Regions from separate parts of the Gossypium hirsutum genome. Here region 1 is linked to region 2. The links are chromatin contacts, called in public Hi-C maps. All regions are on one chromosome and are shown on one strand. Each heading gives the region's core, a stretch centred on a gene start, on an enhancer-like site or on the middle of the called end of the contact. The rest is flanking DNA. Distances are from core to core; before and after follow the strand shown. Region 1 holds the start of LOC107898609 (protein PHOTOSYSTEM I ASSEMBLY 2, chloroplastic). Region 2 holds the start of LOC107898636 (kinesin-like protein KIN-14B).

The links. Hi-C and Micro-C count contacts between places; a contact is called where the count stands out from the background.
Region 1: a Hi-C map of leaf shows a contact between it and region 2, with 3 times the contacts expected there. The contact joins the promoter of LOC107898609 here to the promoter of LOC107898636 in region 2. A contact is called at or near these places in 18 of 34 Hi-C or Micro-C datasets (anther, callus, cotyledon and 5 more).

Annotation. Positions count from the first base shown.
Region 1 is chrA11:55,573,747-55,579,811 of Gossypium_hirsutum_v2.1, reverse strand. LOC107898609 (protein PHOTOSYSTEM I ASSEMBLY 2, chloroplastic) reads right to left here and starts at 2,195. Exons shown (of 6, transcript XM_016824112.2): 1 at 1,543-2,195; 2 at 1,313-1,431; 3 at 551-651; 4 at 191-356. The coding sequence starts at 1,388.
Region 2 is chrA11:55,358,986-55,364,823 of Gossypium_hirsutum_v2.1, reverse strand. LOC107898636 (kinesin-like protein KIN-14B) reads left to right here and starts at 3,670. Exons shown (of 24, transcript XM_041081986.1): 1 at 3,670-4,236; 2 at 5,491-5,614. The coding sequence starts at 4,006.

The DNA.
Region 1 (6,065 bases), core at 946-3,445, 220 kb before region 2:
AAGACTAATGTTTTTATCATACAAGACAAGCAACCCGTAAATCAGAAACAAGAGTTCGTATGTCTTTCGCCAATGTCAGAAAGCAGGGTAAAGGACAATCTCAAAAAAGATTATAAGATGCATACAAGGGTGGTTCACTTGGTTAGACAACAACGTATCATACAAAAGAAATTGCAAAAGTGTCACTCACAAAGTACAGCACCACTCCCTGAACAATTCCGGCATACAGCCCTTTCATTCCCATCCATAGCCATTGCTGATACTGCAGAAGCAGAGCTGCTAGAACTACTGATTAAAGCCAGGCTTGAACATAAGCATGTAAGACACATACGCCGCGATGTTGGCAACTCACCTGCCTGCAGAAAAATTTGGAACCTATCAACACTATAAACAAGGTAGCAAATAATGAAGATTCTACCCAATTAGTGCAAATCAGACATGTAAAATGGCTTTAGACTTTTTGGTTTCTGAAACAACTAAAAGATGCTGTGTGAGTAGTGAATTTGAAGAGTACTAACAAAATAGATGTTGGAAAACAAATAAGTGAAACCTTCTTCTTAGCAGGTTCTAATGAATCATTTGAAACTCCAGCAGTACAGCTCTCATTCTCCAAACTAGATCTTATCTGAGCTGAAACCAACCTTGAGCTTGCTGTCGTTAAAGCAATGAAAGGCAGGGTTTAAAACACTTGTATAGTTAAAGAAAATCCATAAAAACAAAAATACATGCATTGGCAGCAAAAGGTGCGACACCTCAAGATAAATTCAATATGTTTCTTTCCAAATAAATTGATCCAGGAATTCAACATAGAATTCATATTATGAAGTTACTTTGACTTCTAATCTGATTTTCAGTTGCTAAAATGGAGCCATCCTTTACATCCGCACTCAAAGCATTTAACAGCACCCAATTCACTGGAAAAGAAAAATCATCTCTACAACAAACTTTCCATAAATTCTTTAGAGAAAAGATTAATTACAATCAATATTCTAATCCTTGAGCATCTTACACAACTTGCTACTCAGCTAATTCATATAAACAATGTACCAACTGTTAATCTTTTTAAAAGTTAACAGAAAGGGATAAGATATCTTTAAGGAACTGACCCAAAATGGAAATAATTTTAATAACTATCTAAAGTTTCAGAATTTGGATAAAAAGGTTTAGCTGAATGCACAAAAAGAAAACCCCATTAACATAATATTATATGTGAAAACTTCCACTGAAAGGAAATGAAAAATTAAAAACAAGGCGTAGATCTATTTCACAAATATACATAACTAAATATATAGAAAGGAAAGAAAGAACGTACAGTGAGGCGGGGAAGGTTTTAGAGTGAAAGAAGGAAGGTGTGGAATTGAAGAAAGATTGGGAGAAGAGTAAGCCATAACTAGACTCTTCTCTTTACTTCTTTCTGTGTAAATTTTAGCACTGAAAAAGAAAAAGAAGAAAAGGTTAAAGAGTCCCCACAATTAAAACCGGCTGCACGTACATGTTTTCAGAGAAAATAATTGACTCGTTAACTGGAGTACGAACGTGCACCTTGATCAAGACCGTCAGATCAGGTTCACCTTTTCACCATCAGATCAGATTGGGAGAAAATATATCTAAATTTAAACAGTAATAGATCTAAAATATGGACTGAATTTTAACTTGATTATTATTAGTATTATTGCTACATAAATTTGAATATATCTAAGACCGTCAGATCAGGTTCACCTTTACTCCCTCAGATCAGATTGGGAGAAAATATATCTAAATTTAAATAATAATAAATCTAAAATATCCATTAAATTTTAACTCAATTATTATTGGTATTGTTGCTACATAAATTTGAATATATTAAAATATATTTTATTTTTTTATTTAAAAGTTAAAAAAAAAAACAACCAAAGAAAAGCTATAAACATTTAAAACAACCTCAATATTTACCGAAGCTTATTACAACTATATTTTTATAAATAAATTTTAATCATGTAAAATGATATCAAACCTCAAATATTTAAATTGTTTGTGGTTATAAATAAAAGTCAACTTGAATTGTCAATGATATTTTAAAATTTTGAACATTAAATATTTAAAATTAACATATTACAGAATATGATTAATGAATTCAAAATATACCTAAATTTTATTTTGAGCTAAAAATTATTTTACCAAAATTTTAAAACACCCAAATGAATAAAAAATGAATTAGAGAAGGGTATACATATTATTATTTTAAACAACAACAATAATAATGATAAATGGTGTGGTCCCAAAAATGAGTGGGGAAATGAGGTTGTACATGTGAGTGTTCCTAGCTATCCAATGAAGAAAGGGGTAGCTGACTTCTCCTCCTGTACGTAAAGCTGATTGTTTAATGAGGGAAAATCATGCCCAAATCCCTACCCTTGGATGGGGATATGTAATTTCGAATGGTATGGCCTCACGTTCGGTGAAATTAAATTTTAAGGAGTTATCATAATTGGTGATATTGTAATAATTAGCTTAAAATTAACAGCATTTGGATTTAAGTTTAGAAAATAATTTTTAAGTACATTAAATTAGAATATATGATAAATTATTTAAGGATATATTTATATTAAATAATCATACATATTAAATGCATAAAATAATTTCAATTTTCTTTGATTTTTTTTTTACTACAACAAGCCTGGAATTGTTGTTGCTTTTAGAAGCTGAGCTTGTGTTCCTTGAAGCAACTGATCATGCCATGCTGGAGCTACCCATGTATTCAAATCTTTGTTGCAAATAGAAAAAAGGTTAAAAGTTCAGCAGATACATAGTTTAAGTGAAACGAAAGAAAGGAAGATTGGATTGAGAGGCTTTGATTGAATTGGATTTTCATTTTTTTTTTCTGGAGAATTATCTGATATTCACTATCTGAAACTCAATGTTTCCTCCCACTAAGCTTCTGCCACCTCTGCATCATATCCATTTCTTTGGATAATGTGATTCAAATGCATCTTTTAAGTGATTACATCACCCAAAAATAAATAGGGTAAATTCCACCTAAGGTTACTAAATTATTAGGAACTTTATATTTTAGTCAGTCAACTTCAAAAAGTTACAAAATGGTCATTGGACTATTCAAAACTTTTCATTTAAGTCACTAGGATGTTAAAATCAATGTTGTATGGTCTTTTCTATTCGCACCGCATGTACCAATAGAAAGCTATCCTTCCTTTCCTATTCTACAATTCAATTTTTTTTTCATGGAACAATTTTGAACACCATGAATATGTAAACAAAAATTTAAATAGTTTTCTTCTTCGATTTTCAACACTGACTGATAGATTGACTTGAATCTAAATAATATTCTTCTACTTGTTAACGGATTCTGATCCAATGTACTGGTTATCAAATCGTAGCTTGAAGCTCACAAAGTCAGACTTTAAAAAAATTAATAACTCAATGACTTGAATGAAAACTTTCGAATAGTTCACTGATAATTTTGTAACTTTTTTAAAATTGATTAATCAAAATATAAACTTACTAATAGTTTCATGACCATGAAAATAGTGTACCTAAAAAAATAATATTATTGCATAGTAGATTATGGCATACCATGATGCAAGTGAAAAAATATTTATGAAAAAAATTATATAAAAATTAAGTCAACTTTACTTGATAAAAAAACATGATAACAATTCACTTGGTTAAAAAAAATTATTCTAATCATTATTTAATTAATTTAATATCCAATTATATTGTAATATTAACTTGATCAATAATTTAATATATAATATAAATAACACAAAATTATATAAATATAACCTATTTTAAGCATGAAAAAAAATATAAACATAAATATTACAAATACAATAATCATCCTATTTAATTCCCGCCCATCTTTGCAATCTACGGGTAGAAAAAATTATATCTTTGAAAAGTCTAATTAATTATAAGAAGTTAGTCAATTGAATGTTAACTTGATTGTCATGAGTATTGTTGTCAATGCAAGAGAACATTTCTATATTATTGTCGGTAAATAATTTCAATGCCTTTCCAAGGGAGATTGCAAAGGGTGGAGGGGTTGAATTAACAAATAAAAAAAATATATTTTAATTTCCTTAAGTTATAAATTTATATATAATAAAATTATACTTTATTTCTTTAAATAAAGTAATTATTTAAATTTTTTAAAAAAAATATCATAAATTAATATTTTAATCTCTATGATAGAATTTCGATCCCTTTTAAATTTTTTTTCTAAATTCGGCATTGTTCTTACAGGTTTTGTGAAAAGCATGACTTCACAAGCATTTAGAAAAAGAATATAAGATATTGCCCTAAATTCAAACTCCTGGACTTGTTTGATTTTTACGAAAACAAGCCTTGATTGTTATTGACTGAAGGGGTAGTGTCATTCACAAGAGCTAGAGCAGACAAATTTATAAATATTTTTAAGGTTGAAATTTAATTATAAATTTTAAGAGATAAAAATATAATGAATTTATAATTTTATTGTTTTTAAAATAAAAAATTTTAATTTAAAGATTCAAATGCAAATATACCATATATAAATATATAATGTCATTATTTACATGGGATTAAATTGATAATTTTTAATTTTATTAAAGGATCAAAGTGAAATTTTATTACCTGTCACTCAAGTATTGGTTAACCATTATAACCTACCATATTTTGTTGACGTATTTTGATAAAAACAATTTGGAGCTTTTATTTTTTTATCTTTGAATCGTTGACATATTCTAATAAAAATTATTGGGTAACCATTACAGCCCGTTAATTTATCGTAAAACCAAATTAATACAAATATTAAATTTTGGAATTAGAATTTTTTAGGGATTCTAGTATTATTCCGCTTTTAATTAGGCTAAGAATTGATTTGGATGAGAATGAAAATTTTAGCATTATTGAGTATATTTCTGGGTTTTTCTTTCGAAAAATTAAATTAATACAATTTTCTAGAGTTTATATATGTGTATATATTTTCTTGCAAATTTCTAAAGTTTAACTAATTTTTTTAATTATAATATTTTGTATTTCTTTGAAATTTTCTAAAAATTTAACTAAAATTTTTATTTTTATAAATTTTAACAATATTTTTTTAAAATTTTTAAAAATTATATTGATATATTTTACATTTTTCTATATAAAAACCTCCTTTTTTTTCTTTTAATTTTTGAAAATTTATATATATTAACAAAGAAACCGTATGTTATATTGTAATTGGCTGAAAAGTGTCACGTGATATGTTCTAACTATCTCTCATGTCAATTAGTTTTTTAACATTATTAAAGATATTGGATTGAAATTAGTTAATATAATATAATTTTAGATATAAATTTTTTAAAGGAAAATATTTGATATATTAATAGTAGAATTTTAAGCTTCGTAAATAAGGTTAAGATGATGACCAATGCTTTATAAAATATATTAAAAACTAAATATATATATATATATATATAATATAATTTGCTTGTGAAATCAGAAAGAGGCAGGGAAGGGCAAGATTTTGAAACATACATCCATTATTTACAGCTTTGTCTAAGTAACAATAATGTCCAACTATTAATTAACTTCTTTGAAATTGATTTATTTATTTTTCACTTTTTTTTTGTGTGAATTATAAATGGAATTGGATTCTCTGTCCTTTCAGCTGCTCGGATGCTTTCTGTGCAATAAAAGAGAAAAGGCAATACTAGCTGTAGTACAAACATATAACCCATACAATATTTTACTACAATGACCATAAAATGTGAGGTATTATCTTCTCTAAATTATAAAATTTAATTATATTATTTAAAATAAAATAAAATAAAATATATAATTAATTATTTTATAAATTTGATTTTTTAAAAATTTTAAATATTAAAAGAAATAAAATAAAAATAATTGAAATTTTTTAAATTAATGCAACATTTGGTAGAAGTATTATAATAACAATGGTAAAATTATTAGGAAAGTACCTATACTTAGGGACAGATTATATTTCGACATCTCTACTGAAAAAATGACTAAATTAGCTTTTATACATTTTGAAATGTGTAAATTAGCCCCTCTTTTAAATGATAACGTGAAACGTTAATTACTAA
Region 2 (5,838 bases), core at 2,421-4,920:
TTCTTCCAAACGATGAGCATAAAGACGTTGCTTCATATGCAACTTGCTTGTTAGAGTTTTCGACATACATATTTGTTCCAGCTTCTTCCATAATGCAGCGGCGGTCTTCTCCTTCATCACATCCTGTAAAATTTCGTTGGACAAATCCAGATGTAATTGTGTTAACGCCTTTCGATCCTTATGCTTCTTCTCTTCATCTGTTAATGTCGAAGGCATCTTATCTATCCCTAGCAGGGCATCCTCCAGATTCATCTGTGTAGGAACTGCTTGTATCTTAATTTGCCACAACGCAAATCTGATGTTGCGACCCAACAACAGAATTTCATACTTTAAAGACGCCATTACCATGATCGAGATGAACTACCCGGAAGCTCTAATACCAATTTGTGAAAATAAATAAAATAAAAATAAAATAAGATAAAGAACACATAGATTTTACGTGAAAAACCTTTCGGGAAAAAAACTACAGGCAGAGGAGAAGAAAATTCACTATGTCGAATTCGAATGATTACAAGAGGAATAGACTATGTTTATTTATAAGCTTGTAAAGCCATATTCTAGTAAGATTGAAACACTTTATTCTAATCAATATAAAATAGATGGAGTTTAATAAGGTTTAAAAAAACCTTATTCTAAAATAAAATAAAAAAGTGTAGTTTTATATGGATTTTACTTTTATTTTATTTTACCACTGTATTTTATTTAAATAAGGATTCAGGTCATTTAATTCTAACAAAATTAACATAAATGTAATTTGTGGCATGTACTTAGGGTGTCAATCCTTTGTATATATGCTAGTTTCATATGTCATTACGTAATTGAGTATTCAAATGTTGAGTTATTGAGTTCGAAGTCTCATTTGATCAACTTAAACTTTTGTAATTGTATGAACCTTTTTTTATGCATGCATCTTCTCATTTTTACTTGAGATAGTAAATGAATTATTGTTAAACTTGTTTTGGATGCATTCATGAGGTCCTAATATGTCTTTAATACTTGCCTTGATGATATGTGAAAGTGGTTCAAGTAGAACATGTATTGAGATTGAGTCTTGGATGATTTTAGGTGACCTTTTGAATGTGTTTTAGGGTTACCTTGTTAGGAGGTGTTTTGGTATGTGTTTAAGGTGTTTTGAATTTGAATTTTTAGTCCCTTACTTCCAGGTTTGGATGCCTTGTTTTTAGGTATCATAACATTGAAATTAGTAGCTCAAATTTTGCTTCAAAGGTTCAAAGTATTAGTACTTAGCTTGGATGTATCGGAACATCCAAGTCAATGAGAAAAAATGAATAGTTTCAGGGAGAAGTATCAATCTTCCAGAGGTACCGATACCTTTACCCCAGGTTAGGCTAACTGCACTAGCTCATTTTGACTCTAGGAGACTCATTTGGGTCATGGACATTTCTAAATCTTTTGTAAATGATGTTAGGATGTTTTACGGGTTTCAAAATGATTTTATCCCAATTTTATGATTATATTCAAATTGTTTCAAAGTTTAAATTGTAAATATTTTTGAAATTATCACTATGTATGTGTTTTGGTGGCATCTCCCATTTGTATCGGATGCCGAGATGGGTGAGGGATGTTACAAGTTTTCCATAACTTGAAGCCTTTAGCCGTAAACCCTAAATCCTAAACCTTAAGCCCCACCTTTAATATCATAATCTCGTTTCAGTTGAAATTATCCTCATTAGAATTGAAATCCACTATCGTAACTTTGAAGAATAACTTCCGATCTTCAGTAGTTTTTCCTTAATCCTTTGCTGGATAGGTACGTTGGAAATTCATACCTAGGACTCAAAAGTTGAAAAGTCAATATCTTGTTTGTTGTCTCCCTTTTACCACTATTTAGGAATCAAGTGACAACCATGAAGCACAAAATATTTTTATTATCCCTTTTGTTTTTGAAAATGAATACAAACATGTTTCATTCCAGATCATGAACCTTAAAAAGACCCTCAATGAGCCACACATTCTTTAGAATCATCATTGGTCTCGTTCTAACTTCTTTATTTGAAACTACTTTTCTTACTTGATAGAGTTCCCTACCTCAATCATCGATTTTGGCATTTACCTCCAGATAAATCATGATGAGTTTATTTTTAAGGTTTTTGCTCACTATATCATTCACAACATCCTAGTTATCGTTATATAGAGCTATGCAAACTAGCAAAATAAGAGAAGGGAACGAAAATATGTTGTAAAACTAGAAAGTGACTTATGCTATGTTTGGTTAATGGTTACTAGTGTAATAACATTAAGAAAAAATTTACAATTAACCAATAACTAAAACATGTAAAAATATATTACTTTAATCCAATGTGACATTAGAGTTTAAATGAAAAATCTAAGGAGAGGTGACTATAAATAAGAAAGAGCAGGCAAATAAAAAATCACCGAGAGGATCAAACAACCATAGAAGATTTCACAGAGATGGAAAAGGAGATTTGTAATTCATGTTAAGAAAACTTATGAGAAAACTACTAGTAAAAAAAGCAATACGTCATAAACTAAGAAATCATTTATAGAAAAATAAAATGTCTGCATCTACACTCAAAATATGATGATGTTCATCATCATTTCAAAAGATGGCGCCACCCATCCCTTTTTATTATTTTATCACGACCTTTTTAATTCTTTAATAAGAAACTAATAAATTTTTTGTACCCAAAAAAAAAAGAAAAGAAAAATTAATAAATTCTGATTTCAAATGCATGCTATAAAGAAAAATTAGCCTTTCATTGTGTTTTTTCTTTGGGTGAAAAGCCTTTTTTAATAACAAATAGGATTATTTTTCTAAAGCGTGTTTTATTTTTACTTTTTTTTTTTGGGTAAATAGGAATGTTTGAAAGTGTGAGGCGGGTTTTGCCATATCCAATAGGAACAAAGCCTGCCAACAAATTTAAAAAAGAAAATCATAAAAACATGTTTTTGCCAGCTCATCCTGTAAACACACATAATTTTGCTCTCAATAAACTCACTCCCTCCACCACCACCCATCAAAAAATAATAATAAAAGCATTCAAATTTTGGGGTAAAGAACAAACAATTCACAGGCAGTTTTCTTGTGTTGTCCGTAGATCAAATTTATCCGTCTTTCAAAAGTTTTGGATTAACCAGAAAGTACCACCATACGTAATTCATCATCGTGTGAATTCAAATATTTATAGATTTATTTATTTTTTAAAAGAATATTTAAATTTGATATATGATAATACTATTCACAATTGATTTATATAAAAAAATAATTTATTTTTTTATGTATCTGATTTGAATATTGGAACTCATGTCCCAACTTATTATTGATTTTACTTTTTAAAAAGCTTAATTGTGACTTTAGATTTAATTATTTAACAAATTCAGGTAGTATTTGATGGATAATATTAATTGATCCGTTACGTAAATTCTATTTTAATATTCAAATAAATTCAGAATTTAAAATAAATATATGCATTAGTATACCTGAACAAAGGAAAAAGAAAAATGGAAGGGAAAAATTCAGTTAAATTGATGGCATGGGGGAAGAAATTTGGATTGAACAAAAAATTAAAACAAATACAAAATTGAGTTAAATGTTGATCCAACACATTTATGAACAGATGTTTGGACACGCTGAAGCATAAAAAATCACACGCTCTATTTAAAAGAAAAACAAACAAGTCTGTGGTGCGTGAGAGCGAGTTCCGAACCATTTCCAAACGCACATTTGATTGCGTCTAAAATTGTCCCATATAATTGTTCCCTTCATAAAGTTTGGAAAATGACTACGTTTTACGCCCAGTCCCACCCGTTTCCCCCATCCCCTCGTTTATAATCCCCAAAGAGGGAAAAATTAAAAATAAAATTGAAAAATTAAAATTAAAATGAGCCAGACATAGCTCATCGGGAACGCAGCATTTACATAACTGCAACTGCTACCACTAGATTTTTGAAAAACCCCTACCTTTTTTTAGATTTTATTTTTTTGAGCTTTTTTTAATTTTTTTCCCCAATTTGTTTGGGGCAATGGGGGAGCACAAGAGTAGCAGCAATAACCGGTGGAACTGGGAGGTGAGTGGCTTCGAGCCACGGCGGACGTCGCCGTCGTCTCCGGAGGACCTACCTAGGGCCACTGTTGCGCCGTTGATGCGACGGTACTCGATCTCGGCTGCCTCCTCGTTGGCTTCACCGTTTTCTTCGGAATTTTCTAAGCAGGCTTTGGCTTCTAAGGTGCTCCGATTGAAGGATAAAGTTAAGGTAATGGTGTGAATCGGCTTCGGATTGTGAAAGTTTTCGAGTGATTAGTGTTTTAGCTGGTAACTTGTTCCGATGGAGTTGAAGTAGTCGCTTTAGTCTATCAATGTGATTTTAACTAAGCTCGGTTTTTAGGAATTAACATGCAGTGTTTTTGAGTAGTTTGTTTTAATCTATAAATTTTAACAAATACAACTAGAATATGCTTTTTTTAATGTCATTTTCTGGAAGATTAGGTTTGCTGGGAAATTGATCCAAATTTAATGGAGGAGCTCAAAGCTGTATAAAATTTTATTGGCGAATTAGAATTTGGATTTGATGAACCACAACTTAGTCATCAGTTTGTAGTGTCAGATTCTGATGAACCACAACTTGGTCATCAGTTTCTGGTATGTGAATTGTTGTTCATGCAGAAAACTCAGTTGAGAATGTTTAATACTTTTCGCATTCTTGCTACAGAAGCTTCGGATCCTTCTTGATGATCCAAATTGTGCTGGTTTCAACTGTTGTAAGATTGTGCATTGTGTCAAATGTCGATTGGGATGCCTGTTTTTATGATATTTGAGTGGACTTTGTTGCCCAATGTTTGGATGAAAAGAAAAAGCTTTCCCCACCTATCCTATATGGCAATTTTATGATAGTTCTGTGGAAAACTTGTAATTGTGACAATGAATCTTTGACATAATGCATGTGCTGATCTTGAGGGACAACAACACGAGCCATTACCAAACAGTGGCTTGAGAATAGGAAATGAAATAGCTGGCTGACAATTCAAAAGTCAATTAATCTAATGTTAATATACTCTAAGGTCTGGCTTATTTTTCTTGGGAAGCCATTAAGGGATCTGTGCTCTGGTTTTCCGATGTGATACTTGTCTTTGATTCTATTAATAAATGAGCTTCTTTATTATTACCTAAGTTTTGTCGTATCTCCTTGGTCTGAAAAGATAGCATATGGATTAGGTGATTGCTTGGGTTGAAGTTGATCACAAAATTTTGAGTGAATAATTTTGACTCTTGTCATATGCATTCAAGCTTAATGAAAGAACAGTTCTGGAAATCCTTAATTTCTCTGGTATTTTCTGAAGTCTGAAATAATGATTGGTAACATATGATGTCTTCGATGTTAGAAGCATTTTTGGGGTGGGGCTAAAGCAAAAATTGTTTTGGCTCACTATAGTAATTTACTATGCATTCCGGGTTTTATCATTGTAGTGTCTTGTGTTTGATGCATTTTTTTATTAAATTAATTTGGCAGCTTGCAAAAGAAGACTACTTGGAGTTGCGACAGGAAGTTAATGATCTGCAGGAATATTCAAATGCTAAACTCGATCGAGTTACACGTTACCTAGGTGTTCTTGCAGATAAAACTCGTAAACTAGGTAATATATTAAGGTTTAGTGGCAGTTTGTTTGGGTTACGTTCATGAATTCCTTATGCTTCAGCTATTTTAGTGCTTGGTTTGTATGTCTAATGGTATATTCCAAAGATTCTTCTCCGGGGTTTGGTTTATTTGTAATCACCTTGTAATTTTTAGAAGAAACATTGTGCTATCTTTTCCTGTTGCCTATGATTTTGTGCTCATGAGATGAATTTTGAGATAAAA